Linked DNA regions of Mus musculus: region 1 is linked to region 2. A link is a contact called in public Hi-C data. All regions are on one chromosome and are shown on one strand. Each heading gives the region's core, a stretch centred on a gene start, on an enhancer-like site or on the middle of the called end of the contact. The rest is flanking DNA. Distances are from core to core; before and after follow the strand shown. Region 1 overlaps Plcl1 (phospholipase C-like 1). Region 2 holds the start of Plcl1 (phospholipase C-like 1).

What was found. Hi-C and Micro-C count contacts between places; a contact is called where the count stands out from the background.
Region 1: a contact with region 2 is called in a Hi-C map of cerebral cortex, with 2.1 times the contacts expected there. The contact joins the enhancer-like site here to the promoter of Plcl1 in region 2. A contact is called at or near these places in 4 of 39 promoter capture datasets (HPC-7-derived erythroid cells, embryonic stem cells, hippocampal neurons and 1 more), 13 of 484 Hi-C or Micro-C datasets (Sertoli cells, Th1 cells, Th2 cells and 10 more), 5 of 115 datasets of contacts at active chromatin or transcription factors (CD8 T cells, the SCID.adh cell line, T-cell acute lymphoblastic leukemia and 2 more) and 3 of 9 other capture datasets (adipose tissue, liver and pancreatic islet).

What each region holds. Positions count from the first base shown.
Region 1 is chr1:55,452,013-55,457,450 of GRCm38.p6, reverse strand. All of the region lies in intron 1 of Plcl1 (phospholipase C-like 1), which reads right to left. Among named protein-coding and RNA genes, the nearest start is that of Plcl1, 49 kb to the right of the region's middle. Within about 2 kb of position 3,145, at least 35 of the 459 cell types and tissues checked have an H3K27ac peak or open chromatin away from gene starts, as enhancers often do. A contact at or near this core is called in the SCID.adh cell line, cerebral cortex and olfactory sensory neurons, where this site is marked.
Region 2 is chr1:55,403,971-55,408,996 of GRCm38.p6, reverse strand. Plcl1 (phospholipase C-like 1) reads right to left here and starts at 3,051. Exons shown (of 6, transcript NM_001114663.1): 1 at 2,367-3,051. The coding sequence starts at 2,609. It also overlaps the pseudogene Gm8531.

The DNA.
Region 1 (5,438 bases), core at 1,896-4,395, 48 kb before region 2:
GAGTTTGGAGCAGCCAGTCAAACGTAAGATGTCTTCATCAAACCCCTCCCTTGAGCAGGGCTCAAGGAGCAGAAGAGGAAGAGGGAAGACTGTAAGAGCCAGATGGGATGGATGACAGCGTCAGACACAGCAAAACTGCCACACATATGAACTCAGGTAGACTGTGGCAGCAACACACAGAGCCTACACAGGTTACACACAGATATGGTCGCAGCTCTGAGAGGGGGCAGTGGGCATGGGCTCCCACCCCTAACCAGGAGTGATCTGCCACCTGCTTGAAAAGGGAAAATTGTTTTCTCAAACAGAGTCTCACTAGGTACACAAACCACACCCAAGGGTAGGCCCAGTGCCCAGCAGTAGATGGCCAAGAAAAAACAATTTTGTAAACTTTTTGTTTCATGTTGTTTTATTTGGTTGTCTTTTGTTTTGTTTTGTTTCTTTGTTTGTTTGTTTTGCATTACTGGTCTTTTGCTTGTATATTATGGTTTCTGATTTTTTGTTTTGTGTGTGTGCTTCATGTGTTTTCCTGCTCTCTTTTTTTCCTATTCTGTTTTGTTTGTTTGTTCATTTGTTTCATTTCTAGAGAGAGAACAGATGTGGAGTTGTGTGGGGAGGTGGAAAGAATCTAGGAGGGCTTTGGGAAAGACAAACCATGTTCAGAATACATTGTATGGAAACTGTTTTTAAAAAGAAAGAATGAGGCCGGGAGGTGGTGGTGCACGCCTTCAATCCCAGCACTTGGGAGGCAGAGGCAGGCAGATTTCTGAGTTCCAGGCCAGCCTGGTCTACAAAGTGAGTTCCAGGATAGCCAGGGCTATACAGAGACACCCTGTCTCAGAAAAAAAGAGGAAGGAAGGGAGGAAGGAAGGAAGGAAGGAAGGAAGGAAGGAAGGAAGGAAGGAAGGAAGGAAAAGAAAGAGAGAGAGAGAAAGAGAGAAAGAGAAAGAGAGAAAGAGAGAAAAAGAAAGAAAGGAAGAAAGAAAGGAAGAAAGGAAGGAAGGAAGGAAGGAAGGAAGGAAGGAAGAAAGAAAGAAAGAAAGTGCCCCCCCAAAAAAAATAAACTAGAAAAGCCTGAAGTCTTCTAGCTAGTCAACAATCTCAAGCAATTTAAGATTATAAATAGTCTATTTCTTCCTTTACAGACTGCAGAAAGGATGCTGAGGCAGGGAGAAGGCCCGCGTGGCTTGAAACTGTCTTATTTTGAGCTGCTTTACACTCCACTTGTAAGGAAGAAGGCAGAGTTCAGATCTATCCGTCACACTAAGCAGTGAAGCCTACCGTGGAATCCATCCCGCCTCATTTCTGTTCAGAGTTTTCCTTTTCAACAGATTTTCCTTTATCTACCCACTACTTGCCAGGAACTGTACTTGGGGCTAAGGATGCTGGGTGAGCTGACAGAAGACCTGCCCTCCTGGGATCTCTAAGCTTCACAGTGAGTAGAATACATGAAAATCACCAAAGGGGACTGTTAAAATTCAGATTCCAAGCTGAGTGGGTCCCCAGCACACCCTGAGAAACTGGTCCAGATGGCGCTCCCTGCAAATAAACTATAAGTCTGTGTTTCAACTGAACCCCCAACAACAAGCACATAGTAGGTACATCACTTTGTATTAAATGCTTTCTGCCCTGGAGATAGGCAAATGAAGCAGCAGTCTTGTAGAACGAGGGAATTACAATGAAATCATACAAGGTGGTAGGCAGCACAGCCTGAGTAGATGTGAGAACAAGTTTCTAGAGAAGGCAACATCTGGACAGACATTCTAGGATAAATAGGAGGGAGCCAGGCATGAAGGGGCACCACAGCCTTCAGAAAAATCAAGTGAGGTGAAAGAAAGCAAAACTTGCCCAGAGGCTACAGGTCTGCTTGCTATACCTACAGTCTTCTGAGGCAGAGATGACTCCGCTACCTCACCCGCACAGTCTCTAACCGCAACAGCCACCTGTCACCGAGGATTAATATCATCAGGAAAGTCACCCTAGGGGTGGCTTGACTTCACTTAAAAATTAAACCCATAATGATTATAGCATCCAGCAAGTCCACTCTTCAGTAAGAATTGAAAGCTGGGACTCAGATATTTGTAGACTCATATTTACCTCAACATTGCTCACAATTCCCAAAAGATAGTAGATATCAGAGTGTCCATTGGGAGATGAACAAATAAATGTGGTGTATGCATACAGTGAAATAGTATGTAGCCTCAAAAAGGAAGGCAATTCTGCCATTTGCAACAAAAAGGACAGCTGCTGAAGACATTATACTAGTGAAATATGGTGGCCGCAGAAGGACAAACATGCTATGGTTCCTTTATATAATTAGATGGTTTTGTTTACAGAGTCATCAAACTCAGGGAGGCAAATGGCCAAGGCTGCCAGGCATGGGGAAAGTAAGCAATGGGGACTTAGTGTTTGGTGGGTGTAATGCTTCTGCAGGTGGGTGGTGGGGATGGTTGCAGCAGGGTGTAAATGGGCGCACATACCTCAGAACTCTACACTTACAGGTGATTATATGGTCCATTTTATGATCTGTATTTTTGCCATACCCAATGAATTAAAATCACACACACACACACACACACACACACACACACACACACACATCTACAGTAGCTACAGGGGACTCAAGTCCATCTCTGCTTTGTAGAAAGACCTTAGTGACACTCACAGACTCCAAACGAGAAATGTAAAGAGAAAGCCTTCACTAAAGCTCCAGCAACCCACCACCAGAACCCTATATTACAAGGCAGCTGCTGTCACCATTGAACGGTGAAGCATAGTCCATCAGCACAGAAGTTTTCAATGAAAGAAGTCATGAGATGAGAATCCTGAAAGCAAGGAGATGTTAAAACAATAGTTACAGCTTTCCTTTCCTCTGTGGATCTAAATGAAGAGGCAGAATAAGTACTTCCCAGCACTTGATAAGCACCGCCATCCATGCCAGGACTGCAGCCCTCTTTAAAAACGCGTTAAGAAACAATTAGCAGCTACATAGGTGACAAAGTATCATATAACCCAAGGACAGTTTAGAGCCAAGCTTGGCACGCTCCAGCTGATGTGTCAGAGTTTGGTGGGCATGGCAGGCTGCAGTGATGGCCTCTCCCTGCCATGTGCCCAGCAGCCTCCCCACTCCCTGCATATCGCAGCTGGGCAGCAGAGCTTGCCAGGAACTGAGACACACAGCCCTGAGTGACAAATGCTCTCATTGCCCACAGTCATACTCCTCCTACCTCCAACTGTCACAGCCCAGTACCTTACAAGCACGGCCAAAGCCTGTTGTTGCATTCATCCCTACACTTGGAAAATACAGCAGAGTCAAATGCCACCACCCCCATTTACCTAAGAGAATGTGTCCTTTGGAAAGTGTCCCGTGTTTACCTTTCCTATCAATGCCAGGTGCAAGTGTCAGGCCAGGAGCCTTATACTGCTCCAAAGTAGATCTTAACATATAACTGAGGGAATCAGGTAAGGTGAGCTCAGGAGAACAGAGCCAGGTGTCAGTTATACTCCCCCTCATGAACTTCATCCAATCTTGTATCCTCCTGACCTCCATGCCAGTGGGTACACCAGCATCATCAGACTCATGAGGGCAGAAGGGAGATGCCTCTGCCAAAGCTAAGGGTATTTCTCCTCTACTGTCTCTGCTACATTCCACCAGTTCCCCTGATCTTGTCTCTTCTCTGTCCTTTCTCTTGGAGCTATGTTTCAGGACGCCCTGGAAACATCTTTCTTAACTAATTGGACCACAGGAGACTCTTCCCAGGGTAGTGTCTTAGTTAAGGTCTCTCTTGCCATGACAAGCACAATGACCAGAAGCAGCTTGGGGAAGAGAGGGTCTATTTCTTGTGACAGCTGTCAGGTCACACTCCATTACGGAGGGAAGCCAGGGCAGGAACTCAAAGCAAGAACCTGGAAGCAGGAACTGGAGCAGAAGCCATGTAATGCAGGAATGCTGCTTACTGGCTTACTCTCCAAGGCTAGTCATGGGAAGTAAAACAGAGACCAACAGCTGGACAGAGAGCAGAGTGTGGCTTGGAACACTCATCAGTGCGATGTCTTTGTCAATCTCTCGCCCCGCTCCTAGGCGTCAGTGAGATACACAGAGGAGTGGGGTGGGGAGAAAGATTGCAGGAGCCAGAGGGGACGGATACACCGTAGAAAATGTCTTCCAGACACATCAGGACTGACACACATGTGATCTCTTGGAGCCTGTGGCAGCATGCACAGGCCTGCACAGGTTCAATGCAGATGCAGTCCTAGTGCCGAAAGTGAGAAGTGGACATGGGTTCCCATTCCTAACCAGGAAGCTATCTACAGTTGACACTTGCAAAGGAAAAATTAATTTTCATCAACACAGTCTTGCTAGGTATATTAACCATACTTAAGGGCAGGCCGCATGCCCAGCAGTATATATCCAACACAAAATGAACTCAAAGATATTTTTGTCTCATATTGCTTTGTTTGGGCATGTTTTTTGTCTTATTGACTGTTTGTCTGTATATTATGCATAAAATTATTGACTTTGTATTTTTATGTGGTTTATGTGTGTTTCTTGTGGTTTTTCTTTGTTTAATTTTTCCTATTCTGGTTTGTTTGGGTTTTTAATTTGCCTGTTTCCTTTCTAAAGAGACAGAAAGAAAGAGGGTGGGGGTGGGAGGATCTCAGAGGAGTTGGGGGAGAAGAAACATTGATCAGAATATTGTATTAAATTTTTATTTTCAATAAATATATAATTACATTTATATAAACATTTCATACAGTAAAATTTATTCTTTCATTGTATAACTCTCTGAGTTTTGACAAATGTGAATACCCTGTAACTACAAACAGCATAGAGAAAAAGTCCTATTATTAAAAAGTTTTGTGCCAAGATTTTTTAACACCAGTGCAATCTACTGGGGGCTTTCTGCCTTATTGCTTCACCCTCTACAAAAGGCACACAATTCAATTTAACAGTAAGCAGACATTTGTGTCTGTCAGTCTGTTTTCTTATACAGCCCAGGACTTGTCCAGGGATAGTACCCAGAGATGGTACCCAGAGATGGTACCCAAAGATGGTATAGCCTATTGTGAGCAAGGCCCACCCACATCAACCATTAATTAAGAAAAGTCCCCACAGGCCAGTCTATGGAGGCATTTTCTCAATTGTGGTTCCCTCTTCTCAAATAACCCTAGCTTGGGTCAAGTAGACAATAAATTAGCTAAGACGGGAATAATACTAAACACAGAGGCTCAGGTACCTTCCCATGGGTTCCAAGGGCTTCATATGCTTCCTGAAGTAAAGACTCCCACAGCCTGATAAAACACCACTCTTCTTCCCACAGCAAGTCCATGGACCCTCTGACCATGTAAATGCTCACCGTGGTGAAATCCCAGAGGCTGCGGCACTACACAAGCAGTCACAAGTGTCTCTACTGAATTTTGGGGGTTTTTTTCTATGCATT
Region 2 (5,026 bases), core at 1,802-4,301:
CATGAAGTGGCCAATATACATGTTCTATGCCTTTTTAGAAATTCTCATCTTTACTGCATTAATGTAACCAAGTTATGTGACAGAAGACTTAAGATGTAAATAAAAATGTTCCTGATCTCAGGAAGAGTGGAAGAGACCCCCCCACCCCCCACCCCCTCGCGCCTCTCACTCCCCTGAGATGAAGGAATAAAGGCCTCTGGAAGCATATCCCAGCAGCTGCCACCCACCAGGACTAGAGCATCCTTGAAGCTCAATGTGCTCAGCATAATGACCTTAGTCAATCTTCTGGGCATGGAAAATGTTTGATGCAAATGTGAAGGTATGAAGCCAATAAAACTCTAACCAGATTTCACTGTGCATGTTAAGGACCTCAACAGTTAGTCACAGAGACGCCATAGATATACATGCCTACAAATGCATGGGCTATTTTGGAAAGATGCATAAGAAAATGTTAATAGCTGTAGGATAGACTATGTGAGGGGGAGTCGAGTGCAGAGTAGGAAAACATCTTACTTTCACACTCCTTCGCAAGATTTAATTGTTTTAAATCATTATATATTCTGCAAATAAATCTAATTTAAAATAGCTCATCTAATTTTTGCAGTATCTTTAACTTTATATACCATTTACTTAATTTCCATTAAATAGAGAAAAATGTAATATTCTACTGTCTTCCTTCTGTCACAAAAACAAACTTCAAACAAAGCAAAAGAGGTGCTATTACTCACAAAAACCCTTATGATAATATAAACCACATGCCAATCATATAATGTAAGGGTGGGGCTTATTTATTTTGAGACCAGGTATGTTCAGGGGGTTAGGTTTGAAATAAGGATCCTCCTGTGTCAGCTTCTTGAGTGCTGAGTCCCAAGCTTCCATTTGAGCACAACCCTTGGATTTCAGTAGCACCCCAGGCAGCTCAGAGCAATTTCGGAGAGGTAAACTTGCTGCAAGAATCTGCATAGTCCTTAGACCTTGTGACTTGTGCTTTTCACAACATTATAAAGAACCACTGCTTTTATCGTAATGTATTTTAAACTACAATGACTATTTGCATACACGCAGGTCCACATATTGTAATCCAGATGTATCTGTTTCCTAATTATGATACTTGCCAGACAATACGATTTCTGACTTGTAGTATTAACGAAGGCCATTTCTCCTTTATCCAAATTCACATTCAGAATATAAGTCTCTTTGCGCGTTATGGAAAAGCACAGATAAACAAACAAACTACTACAGGATATTTTAAATTACCATCCACTTTTAACATAGAAGTCTCCCTGTACCTTTTTAATTTCCATGTGTCCATGCTGGAGAAAAATCATAGATAGTGCCTGGAGATAGGTGAATGTGGGCACAAACACTGGTGCTGCTAGCGTGGGAAAGAAGACACGCATTACATCGCGATTGCTTGGTTTAAACCTAAGCAAGCTTTCTGAATGTATGAGCCTATCCAGAAAGAATAATAGGTGGCTCCTAGACCTTTTGCTGTCGCCTGTGGTGTACTGTGTTTATCACAGATGGGTGGACATTCACACTGACTGCTTTACCAAGATCAGCTTTAATCTCACATGTACGTAGTATTCACATAGATCTATGCTAGGAAGCCCTATTCCAGGGCTCTTACCTGAAAAGATTACTCCAAAGTCATGCACCCAAAAGATGAACTTTCGAACATGGGAAACAAGTTCAAAGTGGAAGACAGAAATAAATAAATAGGGCGAAGAAAGGTTTACAATTCCTTGGCAGATGGATAAAGGCAAATCCTCTGGGGGTGCTAGGGGAGTCTGGGAACGTTTTCCCGGATGTGTGTTTTCTGCAGCGCAAAACCTCTAAGCTCTTCCTTCATCCTTTCTATGCTGCAGCGTCCGCTGCAAACTCTGCCTGCCTATCTGCAAAGTTCAGGCGTTTCAGGATTTCAGAACCATTTCTGTATGGGGGAGATTTCCCACACACAATTAAAAGTAAGCTGTGCTTTGCCTTTGCTGTTCGGGAAAGCTAGCTCTCCGCTGGAGAATGCACAGCCAGCCCGCAGGTCTCTGCATTTATCCCAAGTTCACCCTTCCTCCTCCCATCCACCGGTTAGTGAGAAAATGAGGGAAAGCATCCATCAAACCGCAGAAGCGCAGAGAACTTTTCCTCCGCTGTCAGAGAGGAAGTCACTTCTGCTTCTCAAGGCCAACAGCTGATTCTGGGAACCTCCGGACTAGGCAGGAAGGTTTGGCGATGAAGGAGGTGGGAGAAAACAATGCCCAGCCTGCGACGCCTAGGGCAATGAACATCCTGCCCAGGGGCTGGAGGGGGGATGTCCCCTACCCACCCGGCACCCATACCAGGCTCTGGGCCGCTGCTGCTCCGCTTACCTTGATGATGCTGCTACGCCGGGGGGTCGCTCGTGCAGCCTCCAGGAGGCCGGCCTCGCTATCCGCGGGGACCCCCGCAGCGCCCGGCAGCGCGACCCCACTGCGACGGTCCCTCATCCGGCCCCCCAAGGCCGGGGGTGGGGCGTCCCCTGAGGCAGCGTCGGCGCCGGCTCGGGGGTCGTCTTCGCCCCCGGCAACGTCGAGAGGCGCCGGAGCCTCCCTGCTAGCCGCGCCCTCAGCCATAGCCAAGCACGTTTTAGGCTCCCGGCGAGACAGCACGACCGCCAGCGGCGTCCAGCCCCGGGCACGGGTGCGCTCAGGCACCAGAAGGAAACCCCGCTAGACTTTGTTTTAGCGCGCCACGGCCGCTGCAGTGGCAGCCACAACTTTGTAGAAAGGAGACATCGCTCCGGCAGAGGCGTCCTCGGGCTGTGGTCCAGGAGGTCAGCGGGCCGGCGCGGACGGGCGGCGGGGGCGGGGAGAAGATGTGAGCGGGAGGGAGAAGCAGGCGAAAAGCAGCGGGAGGTACTGGAGACGCGAGGCGAGCGCCGGCTCTGTGCAGACAAAAGGCAGTGGGCGCCGGAGCCAGGAGCCTCGGAGCCGGGACGTGCGCGGCCGGAGCGGCGACTGCGGATCGGCCACCAGCCACCTGCCCGCCGACCGCAGCACGGCGGCCCCAGGAAGTGCGGCGGCGGGGCGGCCTCCACTCCGCTCGCCTGTGACAGGGAGGGAAGACTTGTTTTGACAGCCCGTGGGGATTGGCAGGCTCCCCGGCCTCTCAGGAGCCGAGGCTCACCGAGGGGGTTCGGGCCGACCAATCCTCACCGCGGAGGGGTGTGCCCGAGCGCGAAGAATGGAATGTGTTCTGTTGCTCGGAGCCTGCCCAGCCCAGCTGGCCCCGGTACTAGGCGAGGATGCGCGCGCCAGTGTGCGCACCCACAGGCACTCAGAGTACATTTTAGGAAGTTTAGAAAGGAGACGAAAGCGGCCTGAAGGTTCAAGAAATGGGACGCGGGTGGGGTGGTTTGCGGGCGGCAGTGAGATGACGGAGGAAACACTGCAAAACAGCAAATCTGGAATAAAGAAGATGTTGAGCGAGAAGGTTAGAGTGTTTGGAGGGGTGTAGTAGTGACACTTGGCACAGCCAAGGGTCAATCACTGGCTCTCCTGCCAATCCTTAGAAGTGAAGTCCACGCACTAGGACCCTGGAGTTCCACAGTTTGTCTCGGGTTCTATGAGCGGATTCTACATTCACTCAGTAATCTGAGTCAATACAACAAGGAGTTGGGTTTAAGGGGTAGGTAGGGTAAGAGGAAGCAGAGCAACGAAAACCCTGGGAACGCCGCCGAATGAAACACAGAGATGATGGAAGCCACATAGCGACAAGGTCATTGGCAGGTTTAGTCTCTACCCTAAACCGTTCTCGACGAGGGTCCAGCCTCCTTTCTACATATAATTCTAAATCATTACATTTTGCTCCTTCCACCAAGCTAGTAACCAAGAGGAGAGCAGGGATTCGGTAGCATTAATCACACCATGAGCAAATGTAGACAATGGCTCTAAGGTCCCTGGAGAGTTGGACGACGTACTGAATCTCACTTAGATCATTAAATGCATTTAAATTACTAATTATTTCATAATTCAAGATTTTACTTCTTCCTTACGTGGCCAATAGCACCAAGAAATTTTTCAGCCCTTCAGGGCCAGAAATTTATTAAAATTCTAGCATTTTAAGGATGAGCTGGGGTGTTAGGAGTCATCTAGGGCAGCTCTTTTATTTAACAGAGGAAATGAAAGCCCAAGGACCTTGTCTACTGACTGGTTAGTACAGACACTAAAATCAGATCTGCTACCCAGTTCCTTCCAAGCTCTCTTCACTTTTTTTATCTGGCTCCCCTGGGGCTACAACCAGTCAAAATTGGATGGGGCTCTTGGGAGAATTCACATTTGACATTTACCATCTCCTAGGGAAGACTGGAAAGACTTGACTTTACCTTTTCTTTAAATATACGTGCAACCCAGAAATGAGTGTCCTCTAGATGAGAGGCCAGCTCTGGTTTTAGAAGCAACACTGCCCTCTAGTGAGATGTTGAGAACTACAACCGAAATAGCAAGCGCTTCTTCTCATAACTGTTACATAGAAAATATATTTTGTCCTCAGAAGTATAGCCAATTTTAGGCTACTGTTTTTCTGATGCTCTCTCATTATTACACCTAACTTTGTCTTTTACAGATGTCAGGGTGTCTGCTTTCTGATACTTTTGTCAACTTGCCACTTGTGAGCTGTCCTTTGAAGACTGTAAAGCTGCAGATATCTCCCTCGTCATTTTCCTATATGAGTCTTATATACCAGTGTTTCCTATCCTACAGGCTTGTGTGCCTTTATATCCATATATATTTTTTCCATACACATTTACATCCATATACCCATATATGATTATATATTTATATCCATATATATTTACATCCATAGAGCATATGGTTTGCAAAATGTTTTGTTTCCACTCACGACCGACCAGTTGCACTCCATCTTCCCTTCCTTTGCACTCGTCCCTTGTGACCTTCTGCGAGCACAAATGCACAGAAACTGCTGAAGACTCTGAGCTCTTCAGGGAGGTTGTCTAACTCACTCGGCCTTGAGAATATTGGAGTACATCTAA